Linked DNA regions of Mus musculus: region 2 is linked to region 1. The links are chromatin contacts, called in public promoter capture Hi-C maps. All regions are on one chromosome and are shown on one strand. Each heading gives the region's core, a stretch centred on a gene start, on an enhancer-like site or on the middle of the called end of the contact. The rest is flanking DNA. Distances are from core to core; before and after follow the strand shown. Region 1 holds the start of Olfr38 (olfactory receptor 38). Region 2 holds the start of Olfr447 (olfactory receptor 447).

Region 1 (3,206 bases), core at 274-2,773:
GAAATAGCCTTTGCTGAGAGTTGTGTTAATGTTATCTGACCAACCCATTTTTTCTCCTTCATTTGGCTTCAAATAGCGCATCCTGTATTCTTTATAGATTTGCAAGAGGGACACTAGAACTTAAAGAATGGGTTTAACAGAATATTAATTGGGGGAGGGTTGTCTGAAGATGTAGTCCAGTTGTTAGGGTGCTTGGCTAGCATACATTAATCACTGGACTTGATGTCCAGGTATAATGATACACATCTGCAACCTTGAAACTTATGAGGCAGAGGCAGGAAGAGCAAAGGTTCAAGGTCATCTTGAGCTACAGAGGGAGCTCAAGGCTAGCTTTTAGCTACAGCTCCTATCTCAAAAAAAAAAAAAAAAAATCCCTTGAATTGAGATCAGTGGTACAAGCTAGCCCTTGGAAACCTGAAGGAGAATAGTGAGCTTCAGGCTAACCCACTCAAAACCCCAAATTTATCTCAAAAACAAAAAACAATTAAGAATTAAAATAATTTTTAAAGTCAGGCAACAGCCTTACAGGTAAGTGAATAGGAGTCTCAATAGGATAAACATAATTACATAAATTAAACATAATTAAATCAATATATCAATTAACTGTATTGGATTATACGCAAACTGTTCAGTAAAATACTTTGCTATAAGAAATACAATATGACAATAATTTCTATAATTAGTAAAATAAAGATAGTAGAACAAGGTTAGATGATAAGTTGTGTGAACACTCTTTAGGATAAATGAAACTTGCAATCTCAGAGACATTGTAGATCTCTGTGAAACTATTCACAAATGTTTGGACCGTGTATGGCTTAGGTATGTATGGCTTAGATATTGCTTTGTCATTTGCCAAATAAGAAAGTTGACACAGGAAGTTTTCTACTTTCAGCTCAGAGACATTAGCATGACTAGGATGCTCCATCTTTCTTTCTCTCCTGCATCCTACTTCTCCTTATATTGCACTCTCCAATAACCAAGGCACTAGTGAACAGACAGATGTTCAGCAGTTGAGTCAGTTCTAAATATGTCTTAAAAATGTCACCTGTTCACCCTGGATTTTTATAGCCTGCTATATTATGTTTTAGTGAAAACACCTGCTGAGTACAAATAATGAGCAGAGACTTTGTTTCCTGGCAGTGTTTATACCAGGGTTCTTGTATTTATATCTGTCTTGGCCACTAGGGGTCCTTTCTATTTAATCCTTGACCTTGAGTGTCCATTTTACCTCATTCTCATTTGCTTTGTTTTCAGCTCAATTTCAGATAACAGACTCTTAACTGAATCAGATTAGAAAGGGGAGAGTATGAAAATAGAGGCTCCATTGTGGTGTTTCCTTCCAGAAACTGAAGCCTATCAAACAAACTAAAGCTTTGACAGATTTCAATTTAATTTGTGTCTACTTTAAAAGAAAAAAAAAAGTCTGGCAGATTATATGCATTATGTATTATTAGAAACTTAGGACCTTGTTATTTGATTGCTTGTGTTTTTATTTATGATACTTTTTGTAGATCATAGTTTTAATGGAAACCAACAATGAGACACAGCTGCATGAATTCATCCTTCTTGGCCTTTCCAGTGACTGGGACTCTCAAGTCTCCCTCTTCGTCCTGTTCTTGCTGATGTACCTGGTGACAGTATTGGGGAACTTCCTCATCATTGTTCTGATCAGACTGGACAGCAGACTCCACACTCCCATGTATTTCTTTCTCACCAACCTGTCCCTGGTGGATGCATCTTATGCCACAAGCATAGTCCCCCAGCTGCTGGCTCATTTCCTTGCCACACACAAAGCAATTCCATTTCTGAGCTGTGCAGCCCAGTTATTTTTTTCCCTGGGCTTGGGTGGGATTGAGTTCCTTCTGCTGGCAGTGATGGCCTATGACCGCTATGTGGCAGTGTGTGATCCTCTGAGGTATTCAGTCATCATGCATGCAGGGCTCTGCACAAGGCTGGTCATCACATCATGGGTCAGTGGCTCCATCAACTCTCTTGTGCACACTGCCATCACCTTCCAGCTGCCCATGTGCACAAATAAATATATTGATCACATAGCCTGTGAAACCCTTGCTGTCGTCAGATTGGCTTGTGTGGATACCTCATCTAACAAGATTGCAATCATGGTTTCTAGCATTGTCTTGCTTATGACACCTTTCTTCCTAGTTCTTCTGTCCTACATCCAGATCATCTCCACCATCTTAAAGATACAGTCCACAGAGGGAAGGTGGAAAGCCTTTCACACTTGTGCCTCTCACCTTACTATGGTTGTCCTGTGCTATGGCATGGCCATTTTCACATACATCCAACCCCACTCCAGCCCCTCTGTCCTTCAGGAGAAGTTGATGTCTCTGTTCTATGCTATCTTGACACCCATGCTGAACCCCATGATTTACAGCCTAAGGAATAAAGAGGTTAAGGGGGCATGGCAGAAATTATTAGGGAAATTCTCTGGGTTTGCATCAAAATTGGCCACTTGATGACTTATGAGCATCACTGTAAAAAACAGCTTCCCCTCATTGTTTATTCAACTCATAAATAACAGACAGAATCAGCAATGCCTTGTCAACACAGAAGTAGACAGCATAACATGTCCTGGTGATGTCATGTTGGGAGCTGAGATTTTATGTTGAGTTGTGCCTCAGTAGGATGTTCAGTGGAGTTATATAATGTTTTATAGAGCTTTTTATTTTTTATTTTTTCAACTCTCCTTCCACGGCATGATAATGAAACTATTTACTGCTTTGTTTTTAGTTATGAAGTGGAAGTACTTATGTTTATCCATTTTGGAGCAGTTTTTTGTGATTCCAATTGAGAGAAAGTTCACATTCACCTTTGGAGAGACTCACTTGAAATCTAAAAGTCTCTGAAATAACACAGCTTGTAAGTGGGCCAACACTAAGGAGAGCTGTCAAATATTATTAAGATGTCTTTATGCAGTACTAACTACAAGAAGATGCTATATCTCACTCTAACAGTTAACAATGATAAAAAAAAAAACGAAAGTGCTAAGTATCTACCAAAAGATCAACTGAAGGTTTCTATAGGAATATACCGATCTTGGTCCGGGACCCGCCGAACTTAGGAAATTAGTCTGAACAGGTGAGAGGGTGCGCCAGAGAACCCGACAGCTTCTGGAACAGGCGGAAGCACAGAGGCACTGAGGCAGCACCCTTTGTGGGCCGGGGACAGCCAGCCACCGTCTGGAC
Region 2 (3,206 bases), core at 212-2,711, 150 kb after region 1:
TCATTGCTTCCAAAAGTTAAAGAAATACTGTATTGAAATAAATGATCACTGTACTATACACTTGATTAACTGAATCCTCTATTTGAATTAGCAACCCACTTCAACTTCTCCAATGATGCAGGAATCGTTCTTGAATAAGTGGGCAATTAACCTGTTATGCAATCAACCAACTTAAATAAATTTTAATCCTAGTAAAACAATCACCTTTGTGGGAGATGATTCCAGTAATCACAAGTCTGTCTCTTGGACTCAGATGATATTGTCTCTCAGTAATTTCCTGTATTTGACTTAAGGTAAAACAAAAATTTATCCTCTCTTGCTTACAAAACATTTCATATATCAAATATGATTGTGAAACATGTTGCGAGAAATTAAGTCATATTTTTTCTGGGATTACTATTTTAAAGGTGAAATTCACATGAACTCTAGACTAAAGAATGATATAGAGTCAAACAAGAAAGCTGCAGCAATGGTTTAATAGCTGCAGTTCAAAGCTCAGAAAACCTTCTCTCTGTCAAAAGGGATTTAAGCATCTAACCAGCCACAAAAGAAAATATGACTGTGTTAATAAAATAATTAATTTACATTGTCCTTAAGCAGTATACAGAAGATTCTTTAAATATGAATCTACAGTGAAAGCCTAAACTTTAATCTTTGATTCAGTCAACACTTTTAACTGAAAGCTTAAAAATATCATTAAATTATTCACATGGCAATTCTACTAATGAAACTGAGTAGAACAGCACAGAATAAAAGAGAATATGACACATGCACTGAACAATAATAGGATTCTAGAGGATATATATATATCCTCTATATAATTTTCTGAGTGTTCAGGGGACACATGCAGATAAAACAAAGCACAGATACAACAGAAACAATGATAACCCTATGTTTTCTAACCCCATGTTCATCTGTGGGCACAAAAGTGAAAAGACAGTGGTCCCTAGCCTAAATCCAGCTGGGGTTAAAACAAACTGCCAATCTGTCTCTGCCATCCAGTCTTATTCTGTTTCATTAGTACTGAAATCCATGAAAGTAAATATTAAAATTATAACATACTTTGCTTTTGTAAGTAAATTTGATAAAAGGATCATTGATAAACTCCTCACCCTCATTCCACATGAAAATGACTATACATGGCACATGTATACACCTGTCTGCTTCAACTGAACTGTACAGCCACCACCATGATGAGAACTTATTACCATGTTTTGATAAAAATCTGTTTGAACATGAAAGCAGTATTTGCTGAATAATGTATTATGATATTAGCATTTGCCTTATGAAATACCCATTTCCTTCTGATTCATTTGAAACAAATGAAAGCTTTTAATTTAGAGATTAACAAGTCAAGAATATTAGGAGGGTTTTCTTAAAAGCATTAACATAACACAAGTGTACTATCTAAATCCCAGCCTTGAACATTCACACTAGATTCAAACTCTCTTTCACAGGGAAATGGGGGGAAATCAGACCTTGATCACACAGTTCATCCTCCTGGGATTTCCTCTCAGCCCGAGGATGCAGATGCTCCTCTTTGCCCTCTTCTCCCTGTTCTATGCCTTCACCCTGCTGGGAAATGGGACCATCCTGGGACTTATCTGCCTGGACTCCAGACTCCACACTCCCATGTACTTCTTTCTGTCTCACCTGGCCATCGTTGACATTGCCTATGCCTGCAACACAGTGCCCCAGATGCTGGTAAACCTCATGGATCCAGCCAAGCCAATCTCTTTCGCTGGCTGCATGACACAGACCTTTCTCTTTTTGACGTTTGCACACACGGAATGTCTCCTACTGGTGGTGATGTCCTATGATCGATATGTAGCCATCTGCCACCCACTCCGATATACTGCTATCATGAGCTGGAGAGTTTGTGTTATCCTGGTGCTGACTTCCTGGATTTTAGGAGTACTCTTGGCCCTGGTCCATCTAGTATTGTTGTTACCATTACCCTTCTGCGGCTCACAAAAAGTGAATCACTTTTTCTGTGAAATTATAGCTGTTCTCAAACTTGCTTGTTCAGATACCCGCATCAATGAGTTAATGGTTTTGGCTGGGGCTGTGTCTGTGCTTGTCGGACCATTTTCTTCAATTGTAGTCTCTTATGCTCATATTCTGTGTGCCATCCTGAAGATTAAGTCACAGCAGGGGCGCCAGAAAGCCTTCTCCACTTGCTCCTCTCATCTCTGTGTTGTTGGACTCTTTTATGGTACAGCCATTGTCATGTACATTGGGCCTCAACACGGGAAGTCCAATGAGCAGAAGAAATATCTCTTGCTATTCCATAGCCTTTTTAATCCTATGCTCAACCCCCTGATCTATAGTCTGAGGAACAAAGAGGTCAAAAGTGCTCTGAAGAGGACACTCTTAAAGGAGGACACCTCTTGAGGATATTAAAGAGTAATGACCTTGCAAAGATATTAGAATTAGTTTCATTTAATATTGACCAGGACATGTAACTTGTTCATCCTATCCATTTTCTTCCAACAGCCTTCTCACACCTTCCAAGAACCTTCCTGTGTTTTATCTTTTTTACTCTTCAGATTGGTGGAGCACAAGCAACCCAAACATACATGGGCATGACAGTGCACGGGCTTTTAATGTGTCTAAAAGCAATCATCAGGGTTACCCAAGCTACCAACCCTGTGAGCTAAAACAGCTAAGAGCTTGAAAGATATACACACAGGTGCAATAGTGGTACAAAATGCTGCATCAGTCCCTGCAAGAAATGCTGCCTACAGTCTGCCTAGAGATGAAAGGAGGAAACTAGAATGTAATGGGAGTAAAGTGGGAGACAAAGATGCAAATCCGGTACTGTACAGTGCCTGATTTAACTATAGCCAAACACTAGAGGGATAGATTTTTTTCTTTTTAATTTTGTTGAAGATGCACAAAGCATCAGTTCATCAGAGTGAAAAATCCAAGGACAATAACTCCTGGGAGCCTTTCTCAAGATGAGGAATAAGACGTTTCATTACACCCTCTTCCAATGAGTGGGCCTTGCCTTCTCTCACAATGTAAAGTAGTGTGACCCTGACTTCAGTTTGTATTAATGTTGTGTTTTCTTTGACTTGATGCAAATGGATTGTAGATTCTTAAAGTATTCATTGTTTGAATCAACCTTCTTTCAACCATTGTTCTATTTGTCAGAGTTTTCCAGGACGAGTGAGGGCTTTGCTTGTTCATCTCCATTGCATTGT

The links. Promoter capture Hi-C pulls out the DNA fragments that hold promoters and counts their contacts.
Region 2: a contact with region 1 is called in a promoter capture Hi-C map of stem cell-derived epiblast-like cells, with 4 times the contacts expected there. The contact joins the promoter of Olfr447 here to the promoter of Olfr38 in region 1. A contact is called at or near these places in 10 of 39 promoter capture datasets (the 3T3-L1 cell line, 3T3-L1-derived adipocytes, cranial neural crest and 6 more) and 1 of 9 other capture datasets (adipose tissue).

Annotation. Positions count from the first base shown.
Region 1 is chr6:42,760,531-42,763,736 of GRCm38.p6, forward strand. It overlaps Olfr38 (olfactory receptor 38), which reads left to right and starts at 1,524. Exons shown (of 1, transcript NM_146986.1): 1 at 1,524-2,477. The coding sequence starts at 1,524. The coding sequence ends at 2,477.
Region 2 is chr6:42,910,064-42,913,269 of GRCm38.p6, forward strand. It overlaps Olfr447 (olfactory receptor 447), which reads left to right and starts at 1,462. Exons shown (of 1, transcript NM_146988.1): 1 at 1,462-2,394. The coding sequence starts at 1,462. The coding sequence ends at 2,394.